Linked DNA regions of Rattus norvegicus: region 1 is linked to region 2. The links are chromatin contacts, called in public Hi-C maps. All regions are on one chromosome and are shown on one strand. Each heading gives the region's core, a stretch centred on a gene start, on an enhancer-like site or on the middle of the called end of the contact. The rest is flanking DNA. Distances are from core to core; before and after follow the strand shown. Region 1 holds the start of Mrps24 (mitochondrial ribosomal protein S24). Region 2 holds the start of Xbp1 (X-box binding protein 1).

The links. Hi-C and Micro-C count contacts between places; a contact is called where the count stands out from the background.
Region 1: a Hi-C map of Schwann cells shows a contact between it and region 2, with 3 times the contacts expected there. The contact joins the promoter of Mrps24 here to the promoter of Xbp1 in region 2. A contact is called at or near these places in 4 of 12 Hi-C or Micro-C datasets (Schwann cells, kidney, liver and 1 more).

What each region holds. Positions count from the first base shown.
Region 1 is chr14:84,800,954-84,806,750 of GRCr8, reverse strand. It overlaps Mrps24 (mitochondrial ribosomal protein S24), which reads left to right and starts at 3,974. Exons shown (of 4, transcript NM_001077659.1): 1 at 3,974-4,017; 2 at 4,101-4,169; 3 at 4,247-4,358. The coding sequence starts at 3,979.
Region 2 is chr14:84,600,846-84,606,032 of GRCr8, reverse strand. It overlaps Xbp1 (X-box binding protein 1), which reads right to left and starts at 1,410. Exons shown (of 6, transcript NM_001271731.1): 1 at 1,181-1,410; 2 at 338-434. The coding sequence starts at 1,386.

The sequences.
Region 1 (5,797 bases), core at 2,725-5,224, 200 kb before region 2:
CAGATTGGTTGCACATATCTGTATTCTGAGCATTTGGGAAACAGAGCAAAGAGTTCAAGGCTAGCTTGGGCTACATAGCGAGACCCTATCTACAAAATACCAAAACTAGTCTGGAGGCAGAGGCAGGTAGACCCCCCGAGTCCAAGGCCAGTCTGATCTACACAGTAAGTTATTCCACATATCATCAGGACCCATCTGTTTTTATGTATCAGACTTGGACAACAGGCCAGTCTTAGAAGTAGTGGAGACTGCCCTGGAAGCAGGGCATTTTGGGAGAATTCTGTGACTACAGAGTCAAGCTGAAACCACTGACACTCAGACGTAGGAAGAGAAGAGCTCACCCTGAGCTCCAGAAGTACTGTGCCTGCTCAGCTTGCCTATCTGACAGTCTGATGTTCCTAGCCCAAGGATGTCAGGGCTGCTCTTAGCAATCAAACTTGTACAGCCGGACCCGGTGTGAGTTGTAGTACTTGGCAGTAAGCTGTTCAGCTTTTCTAGTTGTCCTTGGCTCTGATGTCAGAAGAGAGCATTCTCAGGGCCCCAGAGCTGAAGTTGACTGTAGTGTGCCCAACACCATGGACTTAGCCCATTTTTCCTCCATGGGAAGAATGAAGCAGGAGGCTGCACTCCTGTGGAGCTCCATTCTGTTTTAACCTGTAGGGTTCAGCAGTTGACTACCTAGGAAAAGCACTGGAGTGAGTCTCGTGTACTGCCTGGATTTACAAAGTAAAAATGTCAGCCTTTCTGAGTTAAATCAGTTGTAAAGAGAACCAAAAGGCTGGATTTGATGGTGCATTTGGGAGGCCAAGTGATCGTGAGTTAGAGACCACATGGGGCTATATCAGAGGACTGAGAAAAGCACAAAAGAAGCTGTCTCACCCTTCCTGAATTCTAGTAATTCCTAGGAAATACTCCTTCTTTTCTCAGCTCTTGCATGAAGTCACTCCATAGCTCAGGTTTGAACACTGTCTAGGTGAGACAGTTGGCTATGCTGGGACAGACAGATCATTTTCTTTTATAGGATTTTTTTTAAATTTACATTTCAAATGTTATCTCCTTTCTGGGTTCCCCTCCAGAAACCCGCTATCTCATCCCTCCTACCCCTGCTTCCATGAAGGTGCTCCCCCACCCATCCACTCACTCCTGCCTCCCTGCCCTCACATTCCCCTACATTGGGGCATTGAGTCTTAACAAAACCAAAGGCCTTTCCTCCCATCAATGACTGACAAGGCCATTCTCTGCCACATATGTGGCTGGAATCATGGGTCCATCCATGTGTATGCTTTGGATGGTAGTTTAGTCCCTGGGAGCTCTGGGTGGTGGGGGAGTTCTGGTTGATTGGTATTGTTGTTCCTATGGGGTTGCAAATTCTTTCAGCTCCTTAGTCCCCCCCCCCAACCCCCCCCCCCTGAGCTGGGGACCGAACCCAGGGCCTTGCGCTTCCTAGGCAAGCGCTCTACCACTGAGCTAAATCCCCAACCCCCTAGTCCTTTCTCTTAACTCCTCCATTGGGGACCCTGTTAAATGGTTGGCTGTGCACATCTGCCTCTGTATTTGTCAGACTCTGGCACAGCCTCCCAGGAGAAAGCTATATCAGGCTCCTGTCAGCATGCACTTCTTGGCATCTGCAATATTGTCTGGGTTTGGTGGCTGTATATGGGATGGATCCCCAGGTAGGGCAGGCTCCAGATGGCCTTCCCTTCAGTCTCTGCTCCACACGTTGTCTCCATATTTCCTCCTGTGAGTGTTTTGGTTCCCCTTCTAAGAAGGACTGAAGCATCCACACTTTGGTCTTCCTTCTTGAACTTTACAGATGGATCATTTTTAAGACATCTAGAAACTAGGGCCTTCCTCTACCTGGTGGACCAAGGGTCAGCAGGCCTGGGAAATTGCTAGTCTTTCCCCCCCAGGAAGGTCTGCGGACAGAGGTTTACGGCGGCTTCCCAACGTGAGTTAAGAGTAGTTAATGGGCTGGAGAGATAGCTCAGTGGTTAGGAGCACACGACTGCTGCAGAGGACCTGGGTTCTGTCTCAGCCCTCATGTGGTTGTTCATCATTCGTGTCTTCTTCTGCCCTCCCACCCAGTACAAGGCACAAATAGAGTGTGCATACATAAGTTCACACACACACACACACACACACACACACACGCACACACACACCCTCTACTGCAAACTGTAATCATCTGAGGGGATTTCAGAAAACACATGTACCTGCTTCTGAGAGCATAGGCTACTGGCTGTCACACGTCACCTGAGAAAGCTATGTATACCCCAGACTTGGCGTTGGGCCTGGAGGGCTGCTGGCCAAAGCTGCTCTGTACCTTGTTGTCACCTAGCCACAGACGCTGGGGCCCCTCCCTCATTCTAACAGGGTTCTGAGCCTTCAGCCTATCAAAAGTGGGGCAGGAACCCCAGAAATAGAATAGCTCATGCTCTGAACGAGGCTCGAGCCCGGCTCCCCTGAATCCAGAGCCTCTGCTGTCTCTTCTGTGATGGGGTGAGGTAGTGGAAATACCACCTTGGCACGACGGAGCAGTGTGTTAAAACGTGCACGCTGGAGGAAGCATGTCTCCCTTTCACAGGTTCCACCCGGAGCTGGGGAAATGGCTCTGGTTAAGAGCACCTTGCTCTTCAGAGGACTTGCAGTGTAGCATCCATACCAGGCAGCTTACGACTCCCTAGTGCCAGGGTATCTTACATACCTGGCATATAATCACGGACACACACACACACCCCAAAATGTTAAAAATGAAATTCCCACTGGTTAGGTTGGGGAAATGGCTCCATGGGTAGTGTTTTGGCTGAGTGTAAGGATCAGAATCAGGAGGCCTAATATGCACATAAAGACCTGTAATCCCATTGCTTAAGGGAGGGAGATGGGCCTGGCTTGGTGATGTATGCCTTTAATCTCAGCACTTGGGAGGCAGAAGCAGATAGTTTTTATAGCACATGCCAGGCCAGGCAGAGCTGTACAGCATGAAAAAAGTACATAAAAGAGGAAGACAAGACCCCTGCAGCAAACTAGCCAGCTAGCTTAATTGGTGAGCTCTGTAGAGTTTCTGAGAGACCGTGCTTAAGTAAATATGGTGAGGGGTGACTAAGGAAGACACCCCCCACCCCCAGCATCTTGGCTCGAATAGAATACATTTGATCGTGCTAATGCCTGATGCTCGGATGGGAAACAGACTCCAAGCACAGTCTTCATGCTTGCTCATGTAGCCATCCTCTACTGCCTGAGGAGAGTGTATGACCCTGTCACTTCACCTTTATGAGGTTCAAGAGTAGCTCGAGTATCTTGTCTTCCTCTTCTCTCTGCTTCTGAGGACCCATAAAACAAAAACAAGCAAAAGAAACAGTAAGACCCCACCAAGCAGCCAAACAAACACAGAAGGCATATAACTTCTCTGTGGTAATATGGTGTGAGTTTTCATGGATGGAGCCCAAAGCCTTACTCCTGTGCCCTACCACCAAGCTACATCCTCAGTCCCAAAGTAGACATGACTGTCCCAATTTTACTGACGAAGGAGTCTGGACACAGGGAGGTTGTCACTGCTTACATTACACAGGTAGGAAGTAGGTTCAAGTTTGGACCTGGATAGTTAAGATGCTGCATACTTTATCTCTCTCCACGGTAGAGCAGATTTATGTAATTTGACAAACTATAAAATTATCATACTTTATGAGAAATTTAAAAAAACAGCTTAAAAGGATTACTTGAGAAAAATTAAAAGACTTTACATTTGCAAAGGACAACGGATTTTGAAAAGGTCACGTCTTTATAAGTTAGTTCCCTTATCTACTAATTGGAACAGTTGGAGGTGTAGTCAGAGACCCACGTCCCTCGGCCACCGGCAAGCCACGCCCTCTCTTACGCCACGCCCCGCTCCGCTCCCCGCCGGTTCCCGTTAGTTCCGGCTCTGCGGCGCCTCCTTCCTGCGGCTGCGTACTGACGCATCCCGCGTTGCGCTGGCCCAAGATGGCGTCGTCTGCGTCCGTCCGCGGGCTGGGGCTGCGGGTGAGTGAGCTGCGGGCGAGTGGACTGCGGGCGGGCGGGCTGGAGCGCCGCCCGGCGTCCGCTCACTCCCCGTCTCTCCGCAGGTGCTGGCCTGCAGCCCGGAGCTGCCTTGCGCCTGGCGCGCCCTGCACACCTCCGCGGTCTGCGCCAAGGTGAGTGCAGCGGGCGGGTCTGGGGGCTGCCAGGGCGGCTGGGCTCGGCTGCCCCGTGACTGCACCTTCGTTCCTAGAACCGGGCGGCCAGAGTCCGCGTGGCCAAAGGGGACAAGCCGGTGAGCTACGAGGAGGCGCACGCCCCGCACTACATCGCACACCGAAAGGGCTGGCTGTCGCAGCACACAGGTGAGGGCGCCTGGGAAGGACCGCCACCCGATGTGACTGAAAGGTGGCATGGTGACTCTCCAACATGCTCTTTAAGACAAAGATCTGAACTTTTGGGTAGGATGGCGAACGCGCTGGGGAGGATGACCTCGAGTTTAAAGACAGTTAAGATTAGTGAGAGAGACCCTGTCACATTTAGTTATGGGACTGGAAACAATCAGTTTCCAGTTAGATTGCTAAAATGTGCCGCTCAGGCATGAGGATGCACCCCAGCTCTTAAATGAAAACCTAGATCGAGGGGTGTGAGAATGAAGGAGACATTCTCATGGGGTCACTGGCCAGCCAGTCTTGGAAGAGCAGCTGTTTTGCAGAACAATAAAAAAAAAAAAAAAGCAACAAGTAAGTAAACAAAGGGAGAGCAATGGAGAAAAACATTGGCTGTTAAGCTACCTGGTCTTCTCCATGCCTCTGTCAGGGGAGCGCCTGCATACATTCCCGCCTGCACAGATTACAGTGTGACTCACACATTAAGAGGTTGAAAGGAATTTGAATATTCCTTGCTAAGAAGTCTCACTTGGGCCTCTATAGAATAGTATTTGCATGCCTACAAACAGGGTTTGACAGTGGTATGTCAGCCGTTTACAGATTTTGCAGATGTGTAATAGCCCAGAGGTGGTGAGGTAGTGAATTCTACACAGAATCCTAGACCTGGGAGAGCGAATCCTAAACCCTAAACAGTGCGGTATGGTACTTCCTTTTCTTTTAAAAAAGATTTAATTTCAGTGCTGCTGTCTTCAGACACACCAGAAAAGGGCATCAGATCCCATTACAGATGGTTGTGAGCCACCATGTGGTTGCTAGGAATTGAACTCAGGACCTCCGGAAGGGCAGTCAGTGCTCATAACCTCTGAGCCATCTCTCCAGCCTCAATAATGTAGTATTAACCAAGTTACAAACTCTTGGCAGGAATGAGCTGCAGTCTTCGTGACTCACAGAACCCATATTTGCAGACTTCTATTTTTTCTCCCCCTCTTCCCGTCTTTTTATTTTTCTTGTTCATTTACATTTCAGTATGCCTGGTGTGCGTGTGTGCGTGTGTGTGTGTGTGTGTGTGTGTGTGTGTGTGTGTGTGTGTGTGTATACAGTTTGTCTGAGTCAGTTCTCTCCTACCATATGGGTCCCAGGGATAAAGCAAGCATCCTCACCTGCCAAACCATGTTTAAGAGAGTCTGGCAGTGCCCCTCAGGCTGTCCTGGAACTCTCGTACTTCCGCCTCATTTTTCTCAGTGCTAGAGTTTAGATAGGCACTGTATCGCCCGCCTGTTTATCTTTCATAGATACTGGAGGTTCAGCTTCCAATCTATACATTGTCTATACACGTTTGTGTATGCATGTTCATGTGTGAGTGCAGGTGTATGACACTGGATGTATGTGACAGGCAGGACAGCCTCAGGCTAGCC
Region 2 (5,187 bases), core at 161-2,660:
CACTGTAAGAACCAGGTGACGATTAAAACTTTCAAAAGAACAACAGTTCTTGCTAAGATTGGTTAGTGGTCGAAACCTAGAAGGAAGGGCAGCTTTGGTGAGCCTATGGCAAAGCCAGGAGGCGCTACAGCTTAAACAATCAATGATCTATCCACCCCAGCTAGCGTCTGCCCAGGCTATGGATAGAAATCTAGCTGCCCAGGGTGAGTCATGACCGCCTATCTGCTAGGCTGGTTAAACTTTAAACGGCACTTTGAGTTGTAGTGTAAAGGGCTGAAGCAGCTTACGATGGGCCCTGAGATGCAAGGCATAAAAGCATGGCCTTAAGTCCCTTTACCTCTTCTTCCAAATCCACCACTTGCTGCTCCAGCTCGCTCATCCGGGCTTTCTTTCTATCTCGCGCAGTCTGTGCTGCTACTCTGTTTTTCAGTTTCCTTGAGGGAGGGGGAGACAAAGAACATATCTGAGTCATCTCCAGCTTTCCTGTGCCTTCCATTTGTAAACGTGGCCAGCTGGTGCTTTCGTTGGCTTTACAGAATAAGGCTTAGCAGTGGTAAACACTCTTGAAGACTCCTCTCAAAACACACACACACACACACACACACACACACACACACACACACACACACACACACACACACACAGAGCTTTCTGTCCACAGACCTTGAAGACTTGCTTGATTCTCTCCCGAGTGGCTGTCCGCCCGGATCTCATTTTACCACCGGGCTGACACATTCCCGTTGCGTCATAAGCTTCTTCCCTCCTCCCCCGCTACTTTCTGGTTCCAATTCCGTCCTACAGGCTCCTTGCTTGAGCGACATCCATGAAAGCGGCAGGGGCGCTACCAACTGTCCCTCCCCAAGCCCAACTCTCGGGATGCCGGAGGCTGTTGACTCGGTTCCCAGGGTTGAGTTCCCAAGTGGCTGCAATGACAGCTGGAGCGGCTCCGGCCCTACTGCCACAAAGAGCAAGTTTTTGCAGTGGAATGGGCGTCAGGCACGTTCTGTACCTGTGTCGGGCGTTCCTGCACACACCCCCGACACAGAACTTTGGAGGGGCTGCCACCTCAGTCCCGCTTTCGAGGCGAATCTAACCCACCGTGAGGAGCCCGCCCGGCTGGCACACACGAGAGGGTCCCGACCCTGCAGCCCCGCGCCCCAGTCCCGCCCGCCGGGCCCACCTCCGCAGCGCTTTCTCCTCCGGGCTCAGGTGCGTGAGGCGCTGCCGCTTGCGAGCCTGCGGTGTCCCGCTCGCCTCCGACCCTGCGGCTCGCGGGCCCGGAACCATGAGCGGCAGCGCTCGGCCGCCGGAGGCGGGCTGACCAGATAGGAGTAGCACTTTGGGGGCCGCCGAGGCCGCGCTCGGCGCCGCTGCCACCACCACCATAGCCAGGAAACGTCTACGCCAGCGCCGCCACCGCCCCGTGGCCGCCTGCCGCGCCCAGCCTTTCTAGGGTCGTGGCCGTCTGCGATTGGCCTGTGCTGCGTGACGCGCGGCTGTATTCATCGTTTATTGGTCCTGCAGGCCCGGGGGCGGGCTCAACGCGGGCGGGGTGAGTGTCCAGCGTGGCTGCCCAGCTGTTCGCCGTGCGAGCTGGGCCTTAGGGTGGGTGGACGGTAGAGACAGCCGGTTGCTGAAGTCCAGGGTCCAGGGTCCTCGGCAGACGCGTCCCCACACAGCTGAGACTTTTACCCGGAATGCCAGGCTTTCCTCTCAGGCCAGATTTCCAAACCGAGTCTCACAGATCGTTACCATAGCCCGACCACGTTATAATGTCCGGCGCCACATCGGTCCCTAGTACAGCCGAAAATCAAACTGGTGGCATATCCGGTTTAGAGTTAGCGAACACATACACACAGACCTGGGGAATTTCACAAAATGAGTGTTTAGGAAATGAGATTATTGCAAAACGAAATGTAGTAGGGTGGTGCTCGCCTGTAATCTCAGCACTTTATAGGCAGTTTGAAGCCAGCCTGGGCTACATAGAGAGGTCTAGGCCAGCTGAAGCAATAGATCAATCCCTATTTCATAAATTAATCGATTGATTAATTAATTAATAACTTTAAAAGAAAACACCAGAACCCTGTTTAGCATGTAGTGAGGGATTAATAAATAAAGTTTGCACAGGGAGAATACATTTGGTTTTGTTTTTCTTCACATTTCTAAACTCTTGTGGTGTGAGCTTTTATCACAGTTGTCTTTGTTTTGCTGCGCTGGAGCCTGACCCCAGAACCTATTGTTCTACCACTCGACTCCACTATTCCGTCAGCCCACTTTATCTGTGGAACTAGAGATACCACTGAGCTATGCCTCCGGCCATTAGTATTTCTTTCACTGGGGAATGGGGTTGGGGGGGTGGAAATAGGTTTCAGGGGATGGTGTGATTCAGTTGCTCTCAGCCCTATTCTCTAGAGACAGTGCGTTTGAAGCTTACCGCTGGGCTATGCTGGCCATTAAACTTCCAGGGTGGTCTGCCCGTTCGCTTTCCACCACTGGGATTACAGCAGGCTCAGCCTTGCCAAACCTTTCTCCTGGGTGCTGTGCATTTCTTACCCACACACCCATGTGTCCAGCCCCTACATTACTATTTTTTCTATTTTTTTTTCTTTTCTTTTTTCCTTTTTTTTTTTTTCAGCTGAGGACCAAACCCAGGGCCTTGTGCTTGCTAGGCAAGCGCTCTACCACTGAGCCAAATCCCCAAACCCCTCTTTTTTCCAACAATCTATTTTTTAGTCACTTTATATCCCAATCACAGCCCCCCCTCTTCCCCGTCCTACCCTTACAAATCTTCCACCCCCATTGCCTTCCCCCTTCTTCTTAGAGAAGGGGAGCCCCCTTGGGTACCACCCCACCCTGGGACATCTAGTCTCAGCAGGACTAAGCACATCCTCTCCCACTGAGGCCCAACCAGGCAGTCCAGGGAGGTTGAATGGGATCCAATGGCAGGGAACAGAGACCGAGATGAGTCCACTTGTTAGGAGACCCAAGTGAAGACCGAGCTTCACATTTGCTACAAATGTGTAGAGGTCCAGGTCCAGCTCCTGCAGGTTCCCTTGTTAGTGACCTCTGTGAGCCACCATGGTCCCAGGTTAGTTGACTCTGTGGGTCTTGTGGTGTCCTTGACCCATCAGCTGCTGGATGAAGCCTCTCAGGAGACAGTTATGCTAGGTTCCTGTCTGCAAGCACAACCGAGTGTCATTAATAGTGTCAGGGGTTGGCTCTCTCACACGGGATGGGTCTCAAGTTGGACCGGGTGTTGGTTGACTCCATTGGTCGCTCCATCTTTATCCCTGCACATCTTGTAGTCAAGACAAATTTTGGATCGAAGGTTTTCCGGGTTCATTGATGTCCCCCTCCCCCTCAGAAATCCTACCTGGCTACAGGAGGCCACTTCAGTCTCTATATCCTCATCTGGTAGGAATCTCAGATAGGGATAACCCACCCCACCCCCGTAGACTCTCCAAATCCTCCCCCTACCCCACTCCGGCCCATCCAAGGCCTCCAGCTAATCACCAGAGAAGTTCCCATCCCCACTGATTTCCGTTCTCATTCCCTGCCCTCTCCCACCCACACCCATGCAGTAGTTTTGTTTTGTTTTTGTTTTGGGTTTTTTTTTATGTATTTATTTTATGTAAATACACTGTCACTGTCGTCAGACACACCAGAAGAGGGCATCAGATCCCATTACAGATGGTCGTGAGCCACCATGTGGTTGCTGGGAATGGAACTCAGGGCCTCTGGAAGAACAGTCAGTGCTCTTAACCGCTGAGCCATCTCTCCAGCCCCTATGTTAGGATTTATTTTTTTTTTTTTTTTGGTTTTTTTTTTTCGGAGCTGGGGACCGAACCCAGGGCCTTGCGCTTCCTAGGCAAGCGCTCTACCACTGAGCTAAATCCCCAACCCCCTACGTTAGGATTTTTAATGAGAAGCAAATAAATGTTCCTTGTGAGAAAAGAGCTACTAGGCTTTACCCTGGATCCCTTGACCTGAAGCAAAGCCACTCAGGAGGCTAGAGTTGGTTGGTTGGTTACGGGTTGTGGTTGTTGTTGTTGTTGTTTTGCTTTGTTCACTTTTAGATCAGCAAAGTTTGGTTTTACCCTATATCTCTGGTCTATCTAGTCTCTGGTCACCTAAGTCATCTAAGGATGAGAGCCAGGCTCTCTTGGAAGAGGAGTCAGCCACCAAACGACAGTAAGAGAGCAATTTAGATCAAGATATTAAACCCGGAGGAACCTGAGGCAATTCACAGATGCACGTTTTGTTTTCTGGAAGCGACTACAGGTGTTGAGTTCCCTAGATTACACAACAGAACCTTTGCAAGAAGGTGCTGCTTCCTGCCCGGTGTGTGGCACATCCCCGGTTCTCGGTGTTCAAAGATGAGTAAAATTGCTAGTTGGCAATTGGAGATTATGCCAAACTTCAAAGAGTTCTAAGTAATGGTTCAGATCAGCGCTTTGAAATCATAAATACACTTCACCAGGGAGGAGCACATCGCGAACCGCTGCTTTAAATAAGCATGTTCTGTGAGCAACCATTTTCTCATTTCTTCTGGCATCCATTTTCTCTGTCCACAGGACAAGGGGAAGTCAGTGACCACTCCTTTAAAACAGGCCGGTCCAGCTCAGCCTCTGAAGCACACACTGTTTCTGTGGGCTTGTATAGGCAAGGAATCAACATTGCTGCAGGACAAGAAACCGTTGTCCCTTGGGCTGTGAGCTGCTGGGTCCTAAAGACATGAGATTCACCACTGCCTTTCCAGAGCAGTCTTTGGAGGTGTCTTCAGGTAGAGACCCATGTAGAAGGACCTTATAAATCTGTGAAAGGCTCTGGGGAAAGTCACTTAACTGTGGCTTAGGATTAGGACACCAAGACAATGCCCCGCTGTGCCAGAAATCCCAGAAAAACATTGAAATCCAAAGCCTTTAGGAGCTGAAGAGATGGGTCGGCCAGTCAGGGCAATGGCTCCTGAAAGGGAAGAGCGGAGCTGATCCCTGGAAGCCACGGAAAGTTAGAAGGAGAAAAGCAAGGCCACAGAGTTGCCTCTGACCTCCAACACACAGGCTGGGTGCATGCTGAGTTACGTCCCTCGTCCACACATACAAGCGCCGTAATAATAATTATAAAAACCATTAGGCATGAAAAAGAAAAGGCAGAATCGAGAGTGGGGATTAGCTGTACAGCATTTGC